Linked DNA regions of Anas platyrhynchos: regions 2 and 3 are each linked to region 1. A link is a contact called in public Hi-C data. All regions are on one chromosome and are shown on one strand. Each heading gives the region's core, a stretch centred on a gene start, on an enhancer-like site or on the middle of the called end of the contact. The rest is flanking DNA. Distances are from core to core; before and after follow the strand shown.

Region 1 (4,516 bases), core at 1,296-3,795:
CTGCTTAAGATACTTTACTGTGGTCTGGTCTAAGGGAAGACCTGGGTCACTGCAGTGATGGGCTACCTGGGGCTGCAGTGGTATATCCCCATAAATCTCTGGAAAATGGCCTGGGGATTTGTCATGTGTTTACCTCACCTACCGAGTCTCTCCTGCCTTGGCAGATACTGGGAGGAAGGAGCAGTTTTCTTTCTTCCAGAGGGAATTTGGAATTCCTGGTTGTTGTTCAAGTCATTATCAGGTTTTTACTTTCAAAAAAGTTCAAGGCATACTCCAGAGCTGAGCCTAAAATACAACCTGGTTGCTCTCATATCTGTTCCCTCTTATGGGAGATTGTTTGAATCCACATCTCTGAGAGCCTTGTCTGAACACAGTAGAAGCCATATCAGAAGACAGTCTGAAGACAGCCCTGATGAATTTTCAATTTCACCTCTACTTCCACTAGGAAAAGAAAAGCAGTGTAGCAACACTGGGGGACACCACTCTGGGAACCTTACACAGCCCAAGGGAAAACGCTGCATAGATCTGAGACTTGTAAGATTCCCCATGAGTTTGTGTATTTACTTTCCAGGACACAAGGACACAACTCTCTGTTCAAGCAAAGGCCAACAAGTACTGAAGGCTTCCCACACAGGCTTTCCCACCAACTGCAGCAATATCCCAAAATCACTGCAAACAAAGTGACTCACTTGATTCTCTTCAGGTTTTGCATTTCCAGCAGGACAGTGGCTATATTTATCAGGCCTGGATCTCCAATCTTGTTGTGGGCTAGACTTTAAAGAGGAGAAAAAAGGTTGTGTTGCAAAGGAAAATCCCAAGCACCACAGTATGACATCTTATTTAATGTCTCCCATCTGCTGGATGATAGCTCTGACTTTGACAGGAGAATAAAAGAGCTGCTTGTCTTAACTCTCTCATGAAAGACTTGAAGCTGTTAATGAGGCATTAAAAAACTACAAACAGCAATCAAAATCACTAGATCTTGCTAATGGGTAGAAAATTACTTCAGCCAGAATCCCAAAACACAGCTGGCTGTAATCTTCCAAACCACTACGGTCGAGGAGGGACAGGACCTGGGTAGAAAGAAGGGGGTCAAAAAAGCAGAGCAAGCCTGGGGTTGGCTCTAGATTCAGATATTTTCAGAACAGGGAACAGCTTGGTTTGAGGTTCTCTCAGGAGAAAAGGGGGACTCCGGCCCTGTTCTAAACAGGGTTTTCAGAAAATATTTAAACCCAGATGCTAAATTTAACACATTTTCTATGTAACTGCAGCAGAATGACATTAGACCAAACTCTCACCTTCCCAACATCAGGCTCTGATTTACCTCAAACCCCAGCTACCTCATACATGAGCATTTTGTAACCTCTTTGCTTTCACTACATCGTGTATGAGCACATCTGGATCTCTCCAAATGTTGTCACTAGGGGTCACCACTCTGCTGATGTGAGATTGTAAGAAAGACAGAACTTACTTGATTTCTTCCATGCAGTGCATGTTCCTCAAGGCTTCTGCGAGTCTGGAGCAACCATCATTACCGATACTGTTATGGTTCAAGCTGGAAAGGACATCCCCAGGAGAAAGGACATCAAGCTCGTGTTATTCAATACCAGAAGATGGGCTAGAGGTGAGCTGCAGTCACATACTTACATTAGCCTTTTCAGAGATGGCATTTTACAGAGGCCCAGCACAAGCATAGGAATGGCCGCATCACTGAGTTTCATGTGGCCCAGGCTAAAAGACAAAATAACACAGGAACAACTAATTACCCACGGGCAGCTATGAAAGCATTTAGAACAGAAGACAGCAGTACAAGGGCAAAGAGAAATAGGAGTGTATTCTAGTCCTTGTGAGTAGTTTTCAATTTTGTTCCCTAAAACAATTCTACTGGATGCTTTTGGATGCTGATAAAACACCAAGAATCCTAAATCTCTGGAGCAGGGTGCCACCGTGCCCACAATATGGCAAAGCCCTTGTGGTCCAGGGGCGCTTTGTAACAGAAGGATGCCTCACATGTAGGTGCCTGGAAAAGCCACTTCTGCATGCAGGCCACCAGATCATCCTCCAGGAGCAAACTGTTAGCTCTGGAACTGCCACGCTGGAATCACTGCCTCCCAGCAAATACCAGCTACCAAAACACTTGATTTCTTCACTCGATGTTCCTTGCCCCAGACCACTGATCTCTGTTTCTCCTATCCATCCTTCACTGCATATAAAAGGGTGTTGTTGCTTTTTCCCTATCTGAAGTCCTCTAGCCATACAGAAAACTATGTCTGTACATAGTACAAACAGGAGAGTGTGTAGTTTAACTACAGCTTTGAGAAAGACCTGGCAGACACTGGACAGCCTGGTACACTCACCTGAGCTCTTCAATGGCCTGGCACTTCTGCAAGCCTGTGATCAAGTAATCAATCCCAGTTGGCATAATACTGCAAGAGGTCAGCCTGAGAAATAGCGAAGATTAGATAAGAAGGTCAGTTCTCAGCACAGCGAGAAAAGGGAGTTTACTTCACTGACAAGCCTGCTGTCCCATTCCAAACTCTGGCCAGCAGAGGGACCAATATCAGGGACCAATGAGTTTGGAGAGAATTCCCCATCTCCAGTGTACAGGACTATGAGGAGTGGGTAGTTCAGAGAGATCTCTAAGACACAGGATATACACGTGCAGACCATCTCTGGGCTAACCAATCCCCCCAGCATTCTACTGGACAGAGATACCCTTTATAAGCTTGCCTCTCATTTATGAACTTGCAGCAGACAGTTGAAGAGGGCTGTGAAAAGGACTGAATGATACTCATACCAGAAAAATCTTTTACATAGTAGGGCAGTATAAAATTACGTACAACGTAAACAAAAGCCAAGGTCTCCATCTTAAGCCACTTTCATTTGCCAAAAGGAAAAGAGGAAAACCTTGAAACATGCAAATGATGGCTCTACAACCACTCACAACACAGGCTACACAGAGCTGTTGAGTTCACAAGCTAGACATAGCGCAGCAGAGATCACAAAGCTCATGGCCATATTCCAGAAAAAGCGATTCAGAGAGCATCAGGGTCAGACGCACAGGGCTGAGCAAACCATAAAGCATAAAGAAGCGACCACAGATGGGGACATACTCAAACTTCTTCAGCTTTGGAAGAGGTAGCAAAACTGTGACTAGAATTTTTGTGTCATCATCGTGGAGTTCAACATGAGACCATCTGCAAGAACAGAACAACAGATCTGAGCTGATGATCCACTGGTGACAAAAGGTTTGTACCAAGCCTACAGCTAAAGCACCCCAGTGCTGGGACACTCAAGAATTGTCAAGATATTGACACTTGACATGGTCCCAGTGTATCTCCCAGTCATGATGGGAGAGCACAGATTAGTTGGTTACAGGGGAGATTTAGATGCCTTCACGGGATACCCCAGGAAACCATGAGGTTTATGGGTCTTTTCTGTTTCCCATTCAAACACTCAAGGTAGGGGATCCAGAGGGTAGGGACTGTTACCTTGCACTGGCCTCTCCCCGACCCACTGTGTGCCCTCACAAACAGAAAAAGAAAAGCTACTCTCTTCCCCCAAAAATCATCTGTGATGCCTGGCAACTCACCTCAGTTCCTGAAGCTGGATGCATTTTTCAAGAACCCTTTGATAGAAGCAAGCACGCTTGATTTCTGGCTCATGGAGATTCAATCTGCAGGTTACAAACACACACAAGTTAACAGGGATGATCAGCAATTCCCATGGTTATACACAGCCTTCCCACTGCAGCAGCTGGTGCCCTTTATGGCCAAGCTTAGGAACAGATCAGGGCTTGGGAAATGCCCTCTCCAGACTCTCCTGTGTCTTGTCTACACCACAGTCTAGCACAGTGAAACACAGCCCTCCCCAACTGCACAAGATCAGTGCTGCCTTCTTCAGCTACACAAAGGGAAGAAGACACTGATGCTGTTCTTGTCCTACAAGTTCATGCAGAAACCAGCATGTTGTAACGGTCTCTGAAGTGCTCAAGTCTTCTGAGCAAGCACCCCTGGTCCTGCAGGGAAGATAGAAGATTTTTATAGCCTTAAGTAGTTCCAGTATGGGTGTCCTGCAAATCACGTGTGCACAAATAAGGTTCCTCTGCCTTTCAGAACACCATAGAGGTGTTCTGAACACCATAGAGGTGTTCTGAAACTGAATGTATGGAGATGAGAGCCTCAGACACTCTGAAGATATTTTTCATCCCATGGTGAGCAGCAGAACAAGTGGAAAATGACAAATAGATGCTTTCTCACCTGCTAACGACTGATTCCACCTTCTCCAGGCAGCATGGGAAGCTTACGCCTAATTGGAAGAGGCTTTTATCTTTACATATCCTGGAAGATAGAGATTAGAGAACATCATAAACCTGTGCACTCTTGAGGGAGCAAATCATGTTTTAAAGAAGAAAAACAGAGCACGGGATGGGACAAGACTATGCTGCTATATGAATGCTAACCATGCATTTCCAAACAGGTTTGCAATGTTTAAACTAAAAAAACAGCCTCTAATT
Region 2 (4,516 bases), core at 1,407-3,906, 100 kb after region 1:
CACGGGGATGCTCCTCATGTCCCATGGGTCACGCCGCATGCTGAGGCTGGGGCACCCTGCAGGGCAGAGGGTGCTGGGGGCTTCCTGGGGCGAGGGGTGTCTCATCTTATTGCTAATGGCTCTGCTGCAGGGACACCTGTGGGCTGCGGTGAAACTGGAGGAGGGATTCCGGGATCTTTTGCCTCACAATGTCCCCAGACACAGCAGCCTCCGAGCCCTGGTGGCCTCAGCCCAAGCTGAAGTGAGACTGCCAGAGTGGCAGGGAATGGGCAAGCCAAGGTGCAGGGACTACCTGCCCCTGGGTGCGATTTTGGTGACAGGCAGTGATCGACATTCTTGTAACAACAGCAGGACTGGGGAAGGGATGCCCGTGACCCCCCTTCTGCCCCAATGGCTCCTGGAGCAGAGCAAGACAGGGCCTCTCCCCCTGCTCTGGGGCAGCCCTCAGGATGTGTGGCCAGGGGGAGGGTACGGTGTGGTGTGTGATTTCTCATGACGGCCACCTTGCGCCAGGGCTTGTCTGTGCCAGGGAATCCCATGTGGTCCCCAAGGAATAGCAGCAGGGAAACAAATGGGAGCCACTGCTCCAGGAAGGGCAGTGATATCCCTGCAGGCACCTGACAAACCCACCCCCCCATCAAGCGCCCAGGCATGCTGCAGGCAGAGCCAGTGCCGTTCCCAGCCCCTGGCCTCCTTCCAGCCTGGCCAGCCATCGGATCACCTTGGCACACCAACCTACCTCCAGGGTGCTCTCCATGTCCCACCGTTCTGCCCACGTATGGCTGTCCTGTTCCATCCCACCATCCTGCCCCCATCCCACCACCCCGACCCTGCTCACCCGTCCCGGCCACATCCTCCACCACCCTCCCTCCCAAGCCAGGGCCAAGCCAGTGCTGGGGAGGGTGAGGACTGAGGCAGAGCCACGTGGGACTGCTGGGCGAAGCCAGGACCCAGAGCTTGGAGGTGACAAGGCGAAGCCCCTCTCCTTCTCTGGTGCCCAGCGATGTGGGGGGAGGCCAACAGCAAAGAAGATGAATCCACCCCAAGGGAGTGAGGGCCCTGGCAGAGGTCGTCTGCGGGGCGGGTGAGTGCTGGCGGGATGCTGACGGATGGGAGATGGCTCTGGAGGAAACGGCGGCGGCGGCCGTGGGCCTCAGCACGATACCTCCATGGTGTGGTTGATCTGCCCCATGGCCTCGGTGCTCTCCGAGTGGGTACAGGCACGTGGGCGGGCGCCATCCACCGAGCTGGCGCTGGTGAGGGAGGCTGTGCGGGAGCGTGCCAGGCGGGTCATGCTGGCGGATGGCACTGCACGGGCACAGAGAGAGAGGGCCTGGGTGCTCGGCTCGCTCCGAGGTCCAGAAGGAAACAGAGCTGACATTACCTCACGCAAGCAAAGCCGCTGGTGGGGACGCAGGTCCCGCTCCCCAATGCAAACGGCCCCCGGCGCAAGCTCGCGGCATGCAGTGCTACAACAGGAGAAGCTCCAGGCTGACGACAGGACGGGGGGCAGGATGGGGAGCCCTGGGGCAGGCTGCACACCAGGCACAGCTGGTAAAGCTCCTGGGCGGGTGGCCACCGGGAAGGAGGCCAGAGGAAGCCCCGAGAGGCCTCAATGCTCCAGGGAGGGTGTAAGTGGGGATGGGAGCTCTCCTGGCTGCCCAGGGTGGCTGGGGGAGGTGAGGCCCTCCTCCAGGCAGGGTGGCACAGCTCCTGTCCAGCTGGAAGAGGGCACGGTGGGCATGCTGCTGAGACCGTGCCTGCATGGGGATACTTCTCTGAATGCCAGTTCTCAGCTCTCAGCCCCGGCTCAGGGTGTGAGGCAGAGCGTGGGGACAGCCCATCATCTCGAGCAAAGCAGAGCGAGACAGAAGATGCCTGGCTGGGAAGGGCCAGCTCTGTACCCAGACTGCTCCCAAAGGTGCCCGGGCAGCTTTGGGGACGCCGGCCAGCAGGAGTGTCCTGCCACGGGGGGCTCAGGGCCAGGAGGGCACCATGCAGTGGTGGGCACGGGCCGAGCAGCACTGAGCGGTACCTGTGCCTCCACTCAGCCTCCGATCCTTCAGGTGGGCGACTGGCGGGGCAGGACAGGGGCAGGGAGGGCAGAGAAAGAACGTCAGCCATGCCGGTGGCTCCGTGGGGCCAGGAGTCCCCGCCTGGCCCCACAAATGTGTGCACACAGACCTGTAGGTGTGCACATGGACCTGCACACACACACACGGGAACTCTCCACACCCATGTGCAAACACAGCCCCTGCTCACACATCCACACACACACATGTAGGTACACACCCATAGAGACCCTGCTCACACACCTACACACACACACACAGCCCTGGCACACGCAGAGCCTGCGTGCTCCACACCCCAAGCACACGCACGGGCACCTTGTGCAGCCACACGTGTAACGCTACCGATGCACACGCAGCCCTCCAGCAGGGCACACGCGGGTGCCAGGCTCTTCTGCGGCAGGGGCTGCACACACACGCACACGCATGTGCACGCACACGCCCAGGCCAGCCCTGTGCCCAGCCCTGGCACTCACTGTAGCCCATGCCTTGCAGGAAGTACTTGAAGGCTTCAGTCAGCTTGCCGGGCTGCGGGGAGAGAGCAGGAGGAGCTGAGGCAGCAGCAGGGCTGAGATCCCCACCCAGGCCCAAGCCACCTCCTCTATCCCCCACGCAGGACTCCTGTGCCCACGTCAGCCCGTTCCCTGCTAGCCAGGGACAGCACCAGTCCGTGCCTCAGGGCCCAGTACACGCAGCTGACTGAGGAAACTGGGGAGGCTCACCTGTGTGACCTGGGGCAGCCCACCAGAGTCTGCCATCTGCAGAGAGAAGGCGCTGGTTAGTTTGGGGATGCCTCTTACCCCCACCCTGTCCTCTATCCACCACTGGCAGGATGCTGCTGCCAAGGCCACCCCGCTCTCCCCACTCACCCCAGCCCCACAGCCAGGACAAACCTGTGACAGGGAGACGGGGACACCCTGCAGTGCTGGGGCTCAAGGTGACAGGGCACTGCACATGCAGCGGGAGCCACCCTGCTGCCCCTCTGCCACCCGCTTACCTTCAGGAAGGTGGTGTTGGTGGGATCCAGCTTGGAGTTACAGTCCACCTGCGGGTGAGAGGGACGGTATGAGCACCCTGGGGTGCCCTGAGCCTGGCAGAAGTTGCCCATGGATATCACAACTGATCCCTGACACTGCGACCAGCACATCCCACAGCAGGCAGGGTGCTGGGTGAGCTCTGAGCCCCCTGACACCACCACCACCTGCTGTGGGACGTAAGGGACCTTCCACTTCCACAGTGTCTGGGCAGGATGGACCATCCCCACCTCAAGTGAGGGGCTGGAGAGGGAGGGGTGTCTCGTGAGGCACCCGTGTGTGCCCACGTGTCTACAAGCACATACACACACGTAGATGTGCTGGAGGGGGGTGCACACACAGTTACACACGTGTACAAGCATGGCCACCTGCACAGTACCTGCAGCTGATTGTGCAAATGTTGACCATGCGGGCACGTGCAAGCACACACGTGTGCAAGCAGCATTTTGGGTGCACGGAGTGCTCCTGCACGTGGCAGTTTCCAGGTCTGAGCAGTGCACAGGAGCGTGCCCACACAGGGGAACCATCCCTTCGCCACCCTGCAGGCACCACAGCCCCACGCCCTCACTCACCACCCCTTCTTCAGCAGGCGCGTTGTCCCCCACCACCAGCATCACGGGGCAGCTGGAAGTGAGAGGAAAGGGCAAAGGGCATGGTCAGGGCTGGTGCTGGGCTCTGCCACCCTGCATCCCCCGCGCTGTGCCAGAGCGACTCTTACCGCAGAGTCTTGGCGTTGGGCACAGTCCCAGGCCGGTTGATGTCCAGGTCCCTGCGGCTGGCAGAGAAGAAGGAGAGAGCCAGTGTGAGTCCTTAGGCAGGCACTGCCATGGACATCATAGCACAGAGCTGGGGCACCGCTCTGGGAAAGCGTCTCTCAGCCCCAGCGTCCCAGCACCCTGCGATCCCTGCTGCACCCCCGAGCCCTGAGCAGAGCCCACACCATGGGATGCAGCACTCAGTGGAGCAGCAACTCCCTCCACATGCACACCGCTGCTGCAGTTCATCAGCATGGCAAAGGCGGCCACTCACCTGTTGTACATGTTGAGGAATAGCTGGAGGTTGAACTGGTTGACCACACTGCCGATCTGCTGCCGGTAACTCTGCACCAGCTCTGTGTTGTTCACCAGCTCCTCCTGTGCCAACAGGGGACAGAAAATCAGGGCAGAGGCTGCTAGGTGCTGTGGAGCCCTTCTGCTCTCCCAGGCCTGCCCGTGCCTTGCCCGCTGACGGAGCAGAGCAAGAGGATGCTGTGGGCAGCGTGCCTGGGCAGGACACAGGTCACACATGGCATCAGCTGGGGCTGAGCCCTGGATCAAGCAGGAGGCATGCGAGCAGGACTTCTCCAACCTCATCCCCGGGTCTGGGTCAGGTCTGGTGGCACCACAGCACCCAGCACAGGGGGCAGGGCACAGC
Region 3 (4,516 bases), core at 1,053-3,552, 81 kb before region 1:
GAGTCATCTGTCAGTCCACCCGTGAGGCTCACAGCAAGTGAAATGTGCTGAGAGCCAAGACCTCTGATGTGAAAATACTGAAAACGTACCGTGACAGACTGCCAGCAGTTATGGAAGAGTTATGAACATCATCTCCCTTCTTAACTTTCCCTTTTAGAAAAACATAGAACATCACAACAGTGAGTTTAAAGGCCACTGACCAGCTGCTCTGTTTTGAGGCCAGAGAGCAGAATACTGAAGCAGTTAACGGGAAGTGTTGCACTTGAACACCACGCTATAGAGCTGAAGGTAAGCAAAACAGAAACTGAAAGACTTGACATAAATCAATGAATCCATACAGCCCAGAAACACACAAAAGATCATACCTGAAGATAAGCAAGGCATGTAGAACAGATAAGTTAGAGATTAGCAATGTAAGAGTACATAAGAAACTGAAACTGAGCTAGAAAAACAAATCAGGAATGGCAAGAATCATCAGAAACATCATGCATGATCCAAAACATTGCATTAAAATATCCTGGAGGAGCTTCCTATACAAGTAATGGTAAGCAGATGCTGAAATTGAAATTAGCAGGAATCTCAGGAGACTGTTTAGATGAGAAGGAGAGACAGCGAGCAGCAATCATATAGCTCCATCTGTGCTGCACACACAGAGAGATACCAGGACAAACACACAACCTATTCAGTTGGACTTGTACATCAGAACAGATAACTGACTGAGGTACAAAGCAATAACAGAAATTACCTAAAGGAGGGAACAGACACCCAGGTGCCATCAGGACAGAGGAACTCTTGCTGAGTGTGCTTCAGCAGACAAGAACAAAGCCATATGCAAAACCACTCATAGAAGAAGAGGCCAGATATAGATCAGAGCAAAGAACAGATCAATTATTTGCCTTTGGATGAACCTAAAAAAAACAAACACTTAACAGCATCCTAAATTCTGAAAAATGATCGGCAAGTTTTGAGAACGCATGGTCCTCACAAACTTCACAGCCAAGGACACGTGCCCAACAGTAGACAAAAAGCTGAGAGGGTATTTCAGATTACTTGGTGGTGGTGAGAATAACTACTGAGACAAACATACGTGGGTCTTCATGTGACAGTAGTGTCAGGGCACTGATCAGGATGGGTATGTAGAAAACGATGAGTAAAGTAGAACTGAACTGAGGATCGGCATAAGAAAAAAAATAATGGAAAACAGCACTGCTGGCAGAGGACAGGCAGAAGTTAAAGACCTAAGACAAAACCATTGCAGAGCGGAAAAAAGCCTCCTGTATCAAGGGTAACAAATGCTGACATGAACATAAAAGGAAAAAATAAATCAACATTCAGAAAGCAGTGAGGTGTCTGGAAGGCTAGAGACATTCAGAAGAAGGCAGCTCTTACGCCTTGTGCTTCCCACAGCCCAGAGCCCCTGGGGGAGATGCTGAGGGACCCCACTGAGCGCCCAGATAACGATGGGGCTGGGGTGGCCGCTGAGAGCGAGGCTTGGTGACACCAGAACGGGAAGACCAGACACCAACACCGGGGAGGAACCTACCTGGCAGGGGCACCGCACCTACGGGCATGAAGATGGGAGGCAGAGCAGCTGCAAAAGGGCTGAAAACGAAGGCGGGCGGGACAGGAACCAGCGGGGCACAACGGGGATTACCGGCGGAACGGCTGCACGGGGCCGGGTAACGGGCAGCGCCGGGCACCGAGCCACGGCCACAGCCCAGCCGCTGCCCCCCGGGGCTGTACCGGAGGGGCCCCGGGTTTCCCCCCGCGGTGCCGGTGCGGGGCTCTGGGCTCCGCGGCCTCACGCCACCGGCACGGGCGTTCCCGTCGCTTCCTGCCGGCCACCGGCGGGGCCTCGGGGCGGGGCTCCCGCAACCGGGGAGCCCACAACCGGGCCCGGCCCTACCGAGCACCCCCCCCAAAACCACCACCTCCTCCCGTTATGGCCGGGCAGCCCGTCCCGCCCCGAGGTGCCCTTCCCCAAGCGGGAACCGACGGGGCAGCGCCCTCCCGGTGCCAGCCTCGCGGTATCGGCCTCCCCCCACCCGGCCCGGCCCAGCCCTTACGGGACAGCCCCCGGTAATGGCGTGCGGTGCCCACCCGTAGCCGCCGTCCGCACCGTGCCCGCCGCAGGGCCCCGTGCAGGCGGCGCCGCTCCCTTTGTGCCGCGGCGGCGCGCGCTAAGATGGAGGCTGCCCCGCCCCCCCCGCCCCGCCCCGCCCCGCCCCGAGGCCCCGCCCCCCGCCGTTCCCTAGCAACCGGCCCCCGCCCCGCCCCCGTGTGACGTCACCCGCGCCCCCCTCCCTCCCCTCTGCCTCAGGAAGCGCTCCCCTGATTGGCCGCCGCTGGGGGCGGAAGGGGCGGGGCCTCGGGGCCGGGGGGGGGGCTGGGCCTGCTGCATGGCGCCGCTCGGGGCTCGGCCGCGCCGCTCGCTCTGACGGGGCCCGGGCACGGGCACGGGTACGGGAACGGGGGCGGAAGCGGGAATGGGAACGGGAACGGGGGGGGAGGGCCGGGAACGGGGCGCGGGGCCGCTGAGGGGCGGTCCCGGGAGCAGGCCCCGGGGGTGGGAGCAGGCTCGGGCCGTGTGAGGCGCTGCCCGGGGCTGGCGGCGCGGGGCCGGGGCGGCGGGGGGCTGCTGCGCTTCGTTTCTCTGGCGCTGTCACCGCTCTGTCAGGGCGTTTGGGTTCCTGTCCAAACGGGCAGGGTGAGGTGGGGTGAGTGGGGATGCGGGCTGCCTTGTTTGTGCGGTGTTTGAAGCCTTGTGCTGAGGGCCTGTGTTCAGGAGGGAGATCCAACCTTCACCTTCTCCAAAGGTTTCCAGTTCCAGCCACTGTCAGAAATGACGCTCTAAGAGCAGGTGTTCTGTGTGTTCTGGAAGCTGGACCCATCTTAGTAGCAGGTATTTGTCAGATACTCGGAAAAAAAAAGGCAAATCACCACCCCGTGGTCAGTCCTTCCTTGCCCCACTTCTTAAAAGAAAATCCTTTTTTGTCTCCTTTTGATAATTCCCACCTTAAAAATGCATCATGCATCTAACAAGTATTTGTACGGTGCTCCGACCTGGCTTTCTGAGATCTCAATTTTTTGTTTGTATTGCAAGCAATACCCCACAGAAGTGTCAGTTTTCGTGAGAATTTCAGGACTGCTTTCTGCTGGAGTGGGTTTGTTGTGGTGTGGAAGATGGGCGGTAAACTGGTTCCTTCTGTTATTTGAGTTACTGCATCCCGCCCTTCCTGGAAGAATAAATGGACTGGGTTCTCTTCCAGCGCTGAAATGCAAGCAGGGTGAGGTCCGAAATGGACAGTAATTAGCAGTGCGGGGGGCAATTATCTGTAGTCCTGAGGTACTTGTTGAAGTTACATCAAGGAAATATGAAGGAACTGGACAGTAACTGCGGTGTTAGCATGGCTTTGGCTGAATAGCTATTGGTACTGTGTTTATATTGTGCTTGCGTATAGGGGCGTGATGTAAGAAACAAGTTTTGTTCCTCCTCTAGTTTTTAGCATGGAGCTGCCAAAACAAATCTCGTCGGGAGCCACTTGAGTAGCACAAGCAGCTTGGCCTTACTTCATCCTGGGGTTGTGGATCTTAAGACCTCGTGTTTCCTTCCTAGGCTGATTCCTTGGTGCATCTCCACCCTGGGCCTAGTCCTTGGGTATCAGGAGCTCAAAGCAAAGGAGGGGGTGCAGCATGTGAAGAGTCTGTCCGGATTTCTAATCCCAGCCGCATTTTAGCCCAAGGGCATTCCCTCCCTCACCTGTTGAGCACCGTAGACCTGACACAGGTTGGTCTCACCCCCTGCTCCCTGCTAGCTCCCCCAGTGCAGTGTGGGCAGGTCTGGCTCCAGGGACCCTGCTTCACAAATTTGTTTTCTGCACTGCCTGCATTCTGCTGGTGAGCTGTCGGAGCACGGGAGGGTGCCTGCAGCCGTGCCTGGGATGGGCTTGGACTGGGGCACGTCCACATGCTCTTCAGGGATGATGTGCACAGTCTGTGTGATGCAGAGCTGCAGGGTGCTTTTGAAGATCAGGAAGTTTAGTTGGTAATTGCTGAAGTCTCACTGTTAAGCTCTTAGAAATGTGAAATATGTTCATGTATTGAATTCCTTGAAAATAGGCAAGCGTTCTCAAGTTTTCACGGGATGAGTGAAAGGAATTCATGTAACAAATGTCGTATCCTTTCCTTGGAGTAGAGGGGTATAAGAACTGAAATTAAAGGAGTGGGGATGTGGGTTTCTGTAAATTTATTTTTTAAACAAGGTAAATCCAAGGCGGTGTGGGGAAAATTACATTGAAATAGGACTTCTGGAAAGGTGGCCTGAGGCAGACAACTAACAGGAAAGATGTAATTAGCAGAAAGAGTAAAGAAGGAGTAATAGGTGATGCCATCAGCCTTAGGTGCTATCACTCATGCAGTTAGTGCTTATCTCAGTCGGCACTTACTGTCTTCAGCCAGCTGCAGTTTTATTCATCCTCTAATTTTATTTGTCTATAAAGTGTGCCTCTGAGACTTT

What was found. A called contact is a pair of places that touch in the nucleus more often than the background predicts.
Region 2: a contact with region 1 is called in a Hi-C map of skeletal muscle, with 3 times the contacts expected there. The contact joins two enhancer-like sites. A contact is called at or near these places in 3 of 8 Hi-C or Micro-C datasets (liver, skeletal muscle and subcutaneous adipose tissue).
Region 3: a contact with region 1 is called in a Hi-C map of liver, with 2.1 times the contacts expected there. The contact joins the promoter of PSME3IP1 here to the enhancer-like site in region 1. A contact is called at or near these places in 3 of 8 Hi-C or Micro-C datasets (liver, skeletal muscle and subcutaneous adipose tissue).

Annotation. Positions count from the first base shown.
Region 1 is chr12:11,558,355-11,562,870 of IASCAAS_PekinDuck_T2T, reverse strand. It overlaps NLRC5 (NLR family CARD domain containing 5), which reads right to left. Exons shown (of 48, transcript XM_013099982.5): 34 at 4,260-4,340; 35 at 3,593-3,676; 36 at 3,114-3,197; 37 at 2,358-2,441; 38 at 1,648-1,731; 39 at 1,472-1,555; 40 at 690-773. Among named protein-coding and RNA genes, the nearest start is that of CPNE2, 13 kb to the left of the region's middle. Within about 2 kb of position 2,545, at least 2 of the 8 cell types and tissues checked have an H3K27ac peak or open chromatin away from gene starts, as enhancers often do. A contact at or near this core is called in subcutaneous adipose tissue, where this site is marked.
Region 2 is chr12:11,457,216-11,461,731 of IASCAAS_PekinDuck_T2T, reverse strand. NDRG4 (NDRG family member 4) reads right to left here. Exons shown (of 17, transcript XM_038185450.2): 10 at 4,133-4,236; 11 at 3,822-3,878; 12 at 3,676-3,727; 13 at 3,067-3,114; 14 at 2,792-2,827; 15 at 2,546-2,597; 16 at 2,036-2,074; 17 at 1-1,308. The coding sequence ends at 1,154. Among named protein-coding and RNA genes, the nearest start is that of GFOD2, 13 kb to the left of the region's middle. Within about 2 kb of position 2,656, at least 1 of the 8 cell types and tissues checked has an H3K27ac peak or open chromatin away from gene starts, as enhancers often do.
Region 3 is chr12:11,639,083-11,643,598 of IASCAAS_PekinDuck_T2T, reverse strand. It overlaps PSME3IP1 (proteasome activator subunit 3 interacting protein 1), which reads left to right and starts at 2,302. Exons shown (of 7, transcript XM_072043985.1): 1 at 2,302-2,454. It overlaps RSPRY1 (ring finger and SPRY domain containing 1), which reads right to left and starts at 2,249. Exons shown (of 17, transcript XM_027465858.3): 1 at 2,101-2,249.